2 separate regions of the Rattus norvegicus genome follow, and region 2 is linked to region 1. The links are chromatin contacts, called in public Hi-C maps. All regions are on one chromosome and are shown on one strand. The core of a region is the stretch at or near the end of the contact, and the rest is flanking DNA. Distances in the headings are between cores, read along the strand shown.

What was found. Hi-C and Micro-C count contacts between places; a contact is called where the count stands out from the background.
Region 2: a contact with region 1 is called in a Hi-C map of frontal cortex, with 2.8 times the contacts expected there. The contact joins the enhancer-like site here to the promoter of Ngef in region 1. A contact is called at or near these places in 2 of 12 Hi-C or Micro-C datasets (frontal cortex and liver).

Annotation. Positions count from the first base shown.
Region 1 is chr9:95,625,996-95,631,854 of GRCr8, reverse strand. Ngef (neuronal guanine nucleotide exchange factor) reads left to right here and starts at 3,608. Exons shown (of 13, transcript NM_001136241.1): 1 at 3,608-3,809; 2 at 4,536-4,678. The coding sequence starts at 3,703.
Region 2 is chr9:95,840,663-95,845,780 of GRCr8, reverse strand. No RefSeq gene overlaps it. Among named protein-coding and RNA genes, the nearest start is that of Atg16l1, 27 kb to the left of the region's middle. Within about 2 kb of position 3,475, at least 22 of the 93 cell types and tissues checked have an H3K27ac peak or open chromatin away from gene starts, as enhancers often do.

The DNA of each region.
Region 1 (5,859 bases), core at 2,359-4,858:
AGGGGTAGGGGACCCAGGGAAGCTATGACTGTAAGAGGAGGCTACAGGTCACAGAACTCCTATGGCACTGTTTAAAATCAAACCCCCAGTTCAGTCAGGAAGAGCAGAGTAAGAAAGACTAATTGAGAAAAAGTATTTTTAAATTATCTTTGTTTATGTATATATCGAGTAAGTGGTATATGTGCGTGCGTGCGTGCGTGTGTGCATGTGTGTGTGGTGTGGTGTGGTGTGCTAGTGGGGCGTCTGTGTATCTGCTCGTGGAGGACAAAGGAGAACATCAGGTGTCCCTGCTCTGTCTCAGCTGTATTCCTGTGAGACAAGTTTACCAATGAATCTGGAGTTAAGCAGGCAGGCCAGAAATCCTGAGAGGAAAGATTTTTAGCAGTGCGTATACCAAGGGGAAAATTTTTGCTCTAAGGGATTTGGGGGGAACCAGTGGAGCTTAGTAAGCCCTCAGCACAGGCAAGGGTGCACAGAAGCAGAGGCTAGCTCTCAGGCTGACCCTGGGCTACTGACAGAGCAGAGTTCAACAGCTAGGGCAGAGCTGCCTCTGCTCCAGTGGTTCTCAACCTGTGGGTTGCTACCGCTTTTGGGGGCCGAATGACCCTTTCACAGGGGTCACACATCAGATAGCCTGCATATGAGACATTTACGTTATGATTCACAGCAGGAGCAAGATGACAGTTATGAAGTAATAGCGGAATAATCTTATAGTTAGGGGCTATCATGACATGGGGAACTGTGTTAGACGGGTGCAGTGTTAGGCAGGTTGAGAACCACTGCTCTGCTCTCATCTCTAAGGACACCTACATACACAGAAAGAGTTGAGGCCTGGACATTGCAGACCCCGGTGGGGCGTGGGTACAGATGATAGAGAGTCACAGCATGGGCCAGCCCCCAGTAAGCAGAAAGGCAACATTGCCACTGAGTGATCTCAGGGTAGGACCAGGCCACCCCTCCAGTGCTGTGCAAGGCAGAGCCACAATCCAGAGAGAACCATGCCCAAGCCTCAGGGAATTTTCTTTGACCCGATGTTTTAGCTACTGCTCTTGCTTCTAAAACAAAATTCCCCAGCAAATACGACTTCAGGAAGGAAGGGCTCATTTTGGCTCACAGTTAGGGGGGCTCGCGGTTTGAGGGTGCAGCCTAAAGCCGCAGGGGAGTCATGGTGGGCCACGGGACTATGAAGCAGTTGGCCACTTCTTAACCATAGTTAACTCATTATTGATGAGTCTTAACCATAGTTAACTCATTATTGTTGGCTCTTCCCATCCCCCAGGAATGGGCATCCAACCCACGGCCCTGCACTCTAACACTGAGTTATCCTCCCCATGACACGTGATTTAGATAACACTTTAAGGTTAATGCTGGGAATGGTTACGACTACTGTGTTGTTTGGATTATGAAACGTAATTTAGGGGGAAAAATACATTTGGGATGGGGGGGCTCCAATGGGAGAATACTATGGGTTGAATGTTTGTATTCCCAAAATTCACATGTTTGAGTGACATCCACCCCCATGATATTAGGACATGAGGCCTTTGGGAAGCTTCTACTACACGAGGGTGGATCTCTCACAAACGAGATTAGAAAACCCTGGAGAGCACCCACCCTCCCTTTCTGCTAGCAGGCAATGAGAAATCAGTACTCTACAGTACCAGAGTCCGCCCTTCCACACCTCAGACCTCAGCCTTCAGCGCTGTAAAAGGTAGACTCTGGTTGTGCAGAAGCCACCCATCTCTGATGGTTCATCATGGCATCCGGAGCAGAGCCTGGATGGTAGTGATGAGGGTGGCCATGGAGCAGACAGAGTTGTAAAGGGAAGGTGTTGAGTAGAGTCACGTCCAGGAGGAATCACAAATGCACACACAGGGCTTGGGGAAACGACCCCGGGGAGTGGGTGTATCTCAACTCCCATAAGGCCTTGAGAGAACTGTGTCTCAGGAGAAGCAGGGGTGAGTTGCAGCTTCCGGGATTTGGGGGGGGGGGCTCTCTGCCACCTCAAATCCTCCCTTCTCACATTGAGTCAGGGATTATGCCAGCTCCTGCAACCTGGGAATGATAGATTCCCTCCTGCTCTGCTTTCTGTCTTTTCTGTTGCCATGAGGGAACACACAGACCAGAAGTAATTTAGGGAAAGGGTTTATTTTAGCTCAAGTCAAGGCAGGAACTTGAAGCAGCCAGTCACAACACATCTACAACCAAGAACCAGGAGATAAGAACATATGCATGCTTGTGCCACTTAGCTCAGGTTTTTTGTTTTGTTTTCTTTTTCTGTCTCACGCCATTTGTGGGGAATGGCACAGTCAAAGGTAGACTGGGTTTTCCCACCTCAATTAACTCGGCCAAGACAATTCCCCACAGACATGGCTGATGTAGACAAGCCCTCGTTCAGACTCTTCTGTAGCTGTTCTTGCTAGACTGTGTCAAACGGCAATTAAATCAACCACTGCCCCTTCCAAATGAAATGACTCTTCCTTCCCTTATACATCTCTGTGTCTCTCGCACGAACGGCCAGCCCTGCCTCCCATCTACTCATCCAAGAACGAGCAACACTGGAGGCTGGAGAAACGCTCAGTTGTTGAGAGCACATGTTGCTCTAGCAGAGGTTCCTAGCACACACATGGTGGCTCACAACCGTGTAATCCCAGTAATTCTGTAATTCCAGATCCAGAGGATCCAATACCCTTTCCTGATTTTGGAGGGTACCAGGCAAACACATTGGTCACATACAGACACGCAGGCAAAATACTCATACACCATAAAAACCAATAAACGCAGTTGCCTCAAACCCCCAGGAACTGGTTCCTTATATCCAATGCCCACAGGTGGTGTGTGGAGGGGGCCAGGCAGGGGAGCACTGTACCCCACCCTCACTCCCAGGTACCTTCAGAACTGGCCACAGCTACTCTTGACTTGAGATACTTCTCTCACATATCCTTGTCATCTGAGCGCTGCACGAGCTAACAAACTGCTGTGGGTAGGGAAATCCTACTGCAGTTTCTGGGAACTTGGATCCTTCTCCTTAACTCTGTTCTGGCAGCGTTTGGGGGGTCGCTAGGAAAGATTTGGTCCAGCAGAAAGACCCATTCAGGAGAGAAGTCTGCATTGGGGGACCCCCACCGTCTACCTGGGAGTCAAGAGCAGGAGTGTAGGGGACATGTTTCCTCTCAGACTGGGATTAGAGGGTATACATTCCCAAGGCACGATCTAGGAGATTGACCTGTGATGGGTAAGGGATGGGACAGAGGGTCGCCTGGACTGCACCTTCCAGAAACTCCTACAAACGACCCACTGACAGAAAGGGAGACAGGCGGAGGCAGCTCTGTCCCCTCTGTCCCCGCATCTCCTGGCACCCAGCGGCCGCGGGGGAGGCAGGCGCTGCGGGGCTCCGGTCCATGTGGGGAGTCACCGCCCCCTGGTCCGGGTGCACCCGGCCCCAGCGCCCCCACCTCGCCGCCGCTGGCCTCGCCCCCGCCGCGCGTGCCCCGCCCGCCTCCCCCGTTGCCGTGGCAACCCCGGGAGCCTCCAGGCGCGCGCTCGTCCGCGGGAGCGCTCTACAGCGGCGGCGGCGGCTGCAGCTCGGGCTTGAGCCGCGCGCGCTGAGACCTCGCTTCGAGCCCGCGCGTTGCCCCCGGCCCGGCCCTGGGTCCCCCGCGCGGCCCCCCACCGGCTCCTGAGCCTACCCTGTCTCTGGTCCCCATGGAGCTGCTGGCTGCCGCTTTCAGCGCTGCCTGCGCCGTGGACCACGACAGCTCCACCTCGGAGAGCGACACGCGCGACTCGGCGGCGGGACACCTGCCCGGCAGGTGAGGACGGGCTGCATCCCAGCCCCCGCGCACCGTCCCCACTTGCTCCCTCCCACTCGCACCGTAGGCGGTGTTCACGGACCCCTGCGGCCTATCCGGGTCCTCTGCTCCGGGGCTCCTGCTGCCTCCCACTAACTCTAACCCGACGGACCTTCCCCCCGGAAGAGCGGTGCGTCCTGGTCCAGGTCACTAGCACCCAGTCCGAGCGCGGGGTGGCTGGCCTCCTGCACCCTCTCCCTGGACGCCCAGAGTGTGCGCGTCCCTCCCTTCGCCCCTCTCTGCGCTCTCCGTCTCTGGGACTGGAGGACGGAGCCCCGAGTGGGGCCAGGGGGCGCGCGACGGCTAAGGGCGTGGGGTGGCAGCTGGCTAGCAGGACCCGTTGGGGCGGCCTCCCGCGCTGTGGAGCGGCCAGGGTACGCCAACTTTCCGACGCCTGCCCGCGAGCTCGAAAAACATGAAGGTTTGGGCGGACGGGTGTGGGAGTGAATCACCCCGTCGCGCCTTGGTATGGTGACAAAAAGGGTTTGTCGGGCTCGCCTGGTCCGGACACGTGGCGGCCACTGTGACCCCCTTAGCTTGGAAGCGCTTAGGGCAGTACCTTCAACCCCCCCCCCCCAACCCCGGCCAGCAGCCGCTTGTACGGACCGACAGTCGCCTCTTGCGATCTAGCCAAGGTGTGTCGTTGCTTAAAAATAAACAGCCCTCGCTCTCCTCCCTCTCTTGCAGCGAGTCATCCTCCACCCCTGGAAATGGAACCACACCCGAGGAGTGCCCGGCCCTCACCGACAGCCCCACCACGCTCACCGAGGCCCTGCAGATGATCCATCCCATTCCCGCCGACTCCTGGAGAAACCTCATTGAACAAATAGGTGGGTCCAGGGCAGGCAGCGACTCATTTGGGCCATGCGAGCCTGGTGGCTCCCAGGGGACCCTGGCAGCTGGGCTGACTGGCATGCGGCTTTTGACATGAGTAGTTCTAATGGTTTCCTAGGCAGAACTGCCGAGTTTTATTAGTGCTGCACCACTGGGCTAATTTAGCCAGGGATTGTGGTTTATTTGTGAGACTGAGTCTCACACTGCAACCCTGGCTGGCCTGGAATTTACTCAGTAGCCCAGGCTAGCCTGGACCTCCTGCAGGCCTCCTGACTTGAGAACTTGAGTTCTAGGATCATGAGCTTGAGAATCTCTACGCTGGGCTTTAGCAGTGGGTATTTGATGTCTCTTGGAGAACACTCTTGGTCCAGCCCTTTCCTGCAGAAAATGTTGTTTCCGGAATGGAGTAGCTGAAGACAGAGGATGAAGCCTTCTTTGACCTCATCAGGGAGGTCCTGGGAGTACCTGGAAAGTAGCCAGGAATTAAAGCTGGACTCAGGAGCTCTGGGTTAGGGCCAAAGTGAGAGAGGCAAGAGTGCCAGGCTGCCCAGGATGCCCCTAAGGAACAGCACTTGGTGGGTCCTGCACCTCCAGAGCTAGGAGGACATTCTGTGAGTCCTCAGAGGATTGAGGCAACCCGAGAGCTGAAGCACTTCAAAAATGCTACTGACATCAAACCATTTCCCATGTTACCCCCAGGGCCACCTGTGACTGGTTCCTGTTTATCAGAAAATGATACTAGCTGTTTTGAAAATATTCTGGGATGTTGCCAAAGCCATCGACAATCTATTCTTTTAAATGCAAATTTTAGATAGAAAATGATACGTAGAGATTATCTTCCAACTGCCAGACACTGTAAGGGACACAATGTCTTCAGAATTGCTGTGAAGCAGGCCCAATTGTAGGGAGACTCCTCAGTGAGGCTACTCTTTTGAGCTAGCTGGGAGTTTCCGACCCTGGCCCTGGGAGGAGAGAGCTGGAAGCTAGGAGATCGATTGGTGCCTGAGGGTAAACTGAACCCACTCTGGTTTTGTCTCTGTGCTCCTCTAACAGCCAGGCTGAGGATGATGGGGATGTGTGTGAGTTGTCTCTGGCACCTAACATGGTACTTGGCATGTAGAAATTGCCTGTTCAGTAATAACCGAGTAGCTTGCCCTTTACGAGTAGGCTTGGAAGA
Region 2 (5,118 bases), core at 2,226-4,725, 210 kb before region 1:
TCAGGCCTGGTCCTTAAATGGAGAAAGATGGGGTTCATGTTGCCCTTTCAGTATTGCTGTGAAGAGACTCCATGACCAAGGCAACTCCTAGAAAAGAAAGCATTTGACTGAGGCCTTGCTTACAGTTTCAGAGGCTCTGATCATTATCAACATGGTGGGGAGCATGGCAGCACACACAGTGCTGGAGTAGTGAGAGCTACACTCTGATCCACAAGCTAAGAGAAAGAGGGAAACAGTGGGTGGGTGTGGGCTTTTGAAAACTCAAAGGCCGGTAACACATTTCATCCCACAAGGCCACACCCCTTAATCCTTCTAAACCTATCAAAGTGTTCCACTCCTTGGTGACTAAGCATTCAAATATATGAGCCTATGGTGGGGCATTTGTATTCAAACCACCACACTAGATGTATTTTTATGTTTCCTGGTTGTGATGAAATTCTGAAAAGTACATTAACTTTTTTAAAAAAAGTTAATCTTAGCTGAATTCTGTCTCTCCAGAGAAAGATACTTGTCCAAAGTCATACAATACATATAATAGGTAATTAACTTCAGATAATAATAATAATAATAATAATAATAATAATAATAATAATAATATAGATACTAAGATTGAGTCTTACTATATAGTCCTGTATGGCCTGGAACTTACTACATAAAGTTAGGCTGGACTCAAACTTGCACCATTTTTCCCTCCTCTGCCCCTTGAATGACAGGCATATAGGCATGTGTCAATATGAATGGCATAAATTAAACAAAGCTCGTTTACTTCTCTAGGTTCTTATCTATAAATTCTAACTTAACAAATGGTGCTGGGTCAGCCTCCACATAGTGACTCTTAATGAGAAGTCAGAATTTGAGCTCAGTCTGTGGTGGGTTCTGTTTAACATCTCTCTTCTTGCTTGCTTCGGGATTATGCCTTATAGAGTCAAGATGGAAATAACCTCATTCTAGCTTTGGAAGCAATGGACCACATCCTATCCTTAACTCTAAGAGATGAGTCCTCAGGTAAGAGGGAGCAAGGCAAGGTTACTGAAAAAAAATACAGGATTGCTAATCAAAATCCAGACAGAAAACCACAAACTGTTTGGAGGTATAGTTCAGTTAAAAATTGTTTGTAGTTTAGCCCCAATTGAATTGGGCATCTTATACCTTTGTTTACTAAAATTGTTGACCTTTCAACCATGGAGCCCTATAATGTAGAGCTGTTTGGACCCCTGTGTGTTCCAGAAGGTTTAGCAAAGGTCCAGGATGCTTGTCCTGAGTCAGGTGCTAGGGACAGGGTGGAGAAGATATAGGATCCTGTGGTCTCTCTTCTTCTTTTCTGTCACTGTGTCCTACAATCTCTTCTGACAAGTACCTTCTTCATCCTTTTGCCTACAGGCAGAACCCTAGTTTAGGTCTTCTCTGAATAATGGGCCTCTCTTGTGACCACACAGATCCTATGGCACTGGTTCTCCCAGCAGCGTTCCACCACCTTCTAGCATCCCTGACATCCCTCCAGCTCCAGCTACTCACTTCCACACTCTCCATGATACTTAGTGCTTCTAAACGTTTCCAGCATCCAGAGTTCTTTCTCACCTTAGGGCCTTGGCACGGCCTTCTGTCCAGATGTTCTTTCCTGGGTCTTCCATGCTGTCTTTTCTCGAGAGACAGAACATACTCAAATGGGGTGCTCCTCTTCAGAAATATCTGTGTGAGCATCCAGAAATCTCAGCCCATAGACACAGAGTAGCAGCTGGAGGGGCCAGTTGCTGGGCCCTCTTGAACTCTGACCTTTGGTACTTTCACCACACTAGTACCTCACTTGTATGACGCATGGCTTTTCCTTGTGCTATCCTGCTTCAGGCTGGAGGGCACTTGCCTGGCCTTTGGAGCCAGTTTTCTACTTAGACCGTGAGAACTGAGGATTAATGAGCTCCAGAGATAGCCCTTAATGTAACACTCTTTGGATGGGATAGTAGGTGTCTTAGTTAAGATTTTATTGCTGTGAAGAGGCACCATGATTAAGGAAACTCTTATAAAGGCAAACATTTAGTTGGTGCTGGCTTCCAGATTCAGAGGTTCAGTCCATTACCATCATGAGGGCAAGCGTGGCATTGTGCAGGCAGACATTCTATATCTTGATCCAAAGGCAGCCAGAAGGAAGTTCTGGATTACACTGGCCAGACTTCAGCATGTACATGACACCTCAAAGTCCTGCCTCCACGGTGACATACTTCCTCTAACGTGGCCACACCTTCTCTAATAAGACCACACCTCCTGGTAGTGCCACTTCCTATGGGCCAAGAATATTCAAACCACCACAATGTTGCTGTGACCAGTCAAGCCCAGCTATTTCCAGCGGTCACCTATTCATGAGGGCATCTTTTCCTTCCTTGCCTCAGAGCTCTGCCTTCTACTGAAAGTGTTCTTGCACGTGCCTTACCGTCCGAACCCAAACTAATGAGACATGTACAGATTTTCCTGGCTCAAATAGGCTGCCTTGGCAACTGCAATTATTTCCTCTTCTTCCACCTCCTCCTGTGCATCTCCTCCTTCTTGTGTGTTGCTTGTGTGTGTGCATACTTGACGTGTGTGTGTGTGTGTGTGTGTGTGTGTGCTTGACTCTATGTGTGTTGTATGTATATGTGAATGCAGGCATACACATGACATAGAGTGTGTGTGGAGGTTAGAGGACAACTTTTGGGAATTGGTTCTCACCTTCAGTTTAGTTGATTCTGCTGCTATGATGCATACATGCTCCAGGCTCTCTGACCTGTGGGTTTCTAGGCAATTCTCCTGTCTTTTTTTTCTACCTGGGATAGAAACCTGCTGGGATTACAGATGCATGAGCTGCACCCAGCTTTTTAACACGTGTTCTGGGAATCCAACTCAGATTGCTAGGCTTGCTCGAGACTCTATTTTCAGGAAACACAAAATAAGGTATTTAAACCCCTTTTCCTGTCTGCCCCTCATCCATGGCCATGTCCTGCCTCATGGTCTCCTCAGGTCCAGCACAACTGTGTTTGGATGGATGATGAAGAACATGAACTATGCACATCAAATCTGAGATCCCCAGAATGCTGTACCAATGGGTGGGTCATCTGTGAGCTGACAGAGAAACCATCAGCTTGGAGCCGCCGCCAACTGGAGACTAAGCAGACATATATCATCAGTACCCGGACTTCATGTGCCTGTGTGAGTTCCTGTGTAAAGCAGGGCAGTTTTCCCAGAATGGGATCTGGGAGGGGGGGGTAGGTAAATGTGGGGGTGAGACCAGATATTTGCATCATAAAAGGTCTCTCTGTTGGAGTGAAGGCTAAGAGTGAGCTAACTGCCTCATAGAAAGCTTCTAGGCCTTTCCATAGCTGGGTCTCCATGGAAATTAGTTTGCAGAGAGAAAGGAGCTATTTTAAGGACAAGCAGAGACAGACCTGGTGGGCTGGGGTTAGGGAAGGTTTCTGTAGGAGAGAGCTTTGCTCAGTGACTCACTTGGCTCCCTCCTATCAGTGGTTAAAGCAACAGAAATGCTGGACAGAGGAAGAGTACAGCGGCTGCCCATCTAGTTCCAGGGGTGGCCTGGCAGGGCAGCAGTCACCCTCTGGACCCGTGGTTTAGAGATTAGATGTGAATACATGCATTCCAGACACCATATTATGGCAACAGGAAATCTGGGCTTTGGCCAGCTTTGTATAGTCACAAAGAGAAGGAAGGACAAATTTACTTCTGGAAAGACATAGTGACTGTCGTTCTCTAATTTTAGGGGTGATGTGTTATTTTAGGGGTGGGGCAGTTTGCGAGCAAAGCTTGTTAAACTGCCCTGCCTTCTTGGTTACGGAGCTCAGCGAAGTGCCAGGGGTCAGTATCTGGCTCTCCATTCCTCTGCCATAGAAGGGAGAACTGAGTGTTGAGGTAGGGTGGGGTGGACGGAATGGCTAGGAAAAGAAGCAGCTAACTAGAGTGGGTCCTGGGAGACGGTGGTAGCCCAGAGTCCCAGAGAAGTGGCCAGAGAGTATATGAGTGTGTAGGACTGAGAGCCTAGGAGGACAAGAATGGAACTTCAATTTGTGCTGTTTCCAGTTTTGGGCATCAGGGGGCCCCAGCTGACCATCCACATGCAAAGCTAGGCCCTTAAGACAGCAAGTTGGACCGTGGAGGAAGATGAAATTGGAGCTAGGTTCTGTTGAGGCGACTAGAGCTCAGAGTGAAAGGATGGACAGGAAGCGCACATAGGTCCCACCTTGCTGCTTCCCCTTTAACCTGCAGAAATGACAGGGAAACCTGGATATCTACCTGGAAGAGCAAATAGCTATTCCATGGACGAGCAGCTGCAGGCACCTCACATAGCAAGCCAGCCCACAGTGGTAGCAGGAATCCCATGGGACAAAGGCAACAGAGTCCTGGTCATCAGCTCTGGGTCCGCAGGGAGTGTGACCCAGGGTGGGTTACCAGGACAAGAGAGCTGAGGAACAGCAGGGTGGAGAATGTTTACACTTCCTGTGCCTTCCCTCTAGAGTATCAAAGAGTTTCCTCTTGTGTCTCTACCTTGGTTTGCTGTGTCAGAATGCTGGGGCCTGAAGATGGCGGTGAAGTTCTCCATGGGGAGTAAGTAGTGAATCTGCAGGAGGAGAGCCATTCACCTAAGTAGAGGTGAGGAGCTGTTCAGGAATATCCTCAGCCTCGAGTCTACCAGTCCACAGTGAATGGCTTACTCAGTGCCGCTCAAAGATGCTGCTTCCTGGAGCTATTTAGAGCCTAGGCCTGGGGTCTGTGAGCAGGAGACCCTGAATATCTTGAGGTGGAAGTAATAGTGACCTGGGCAGTGGCACTCTGCAGGTAGTGCCAAGCTGTATGTATGCTGGTCTTCTGGCTGGAGGCTATTCTCTAACCTGCGAACCCATGTCCCAGATATGGTTTGTGTGAGTCTATCGTCCCTGGAATAATTAGAACCTGTGAGCTGTTGCTCAGCCAGTATCAGAGGACACTTGCAGACATGTGGAGTCCCACACAGACATATGTGTGAAAGGAGTTATATCTACCTTTATCCATGTCCATACTCAACTTCAGACCGTCTCCATGGTGAAGATGCTATTTTTCTGGGCATCAGGAACTCTCAGCTGCCTCTCCCTGCCCCAAAGT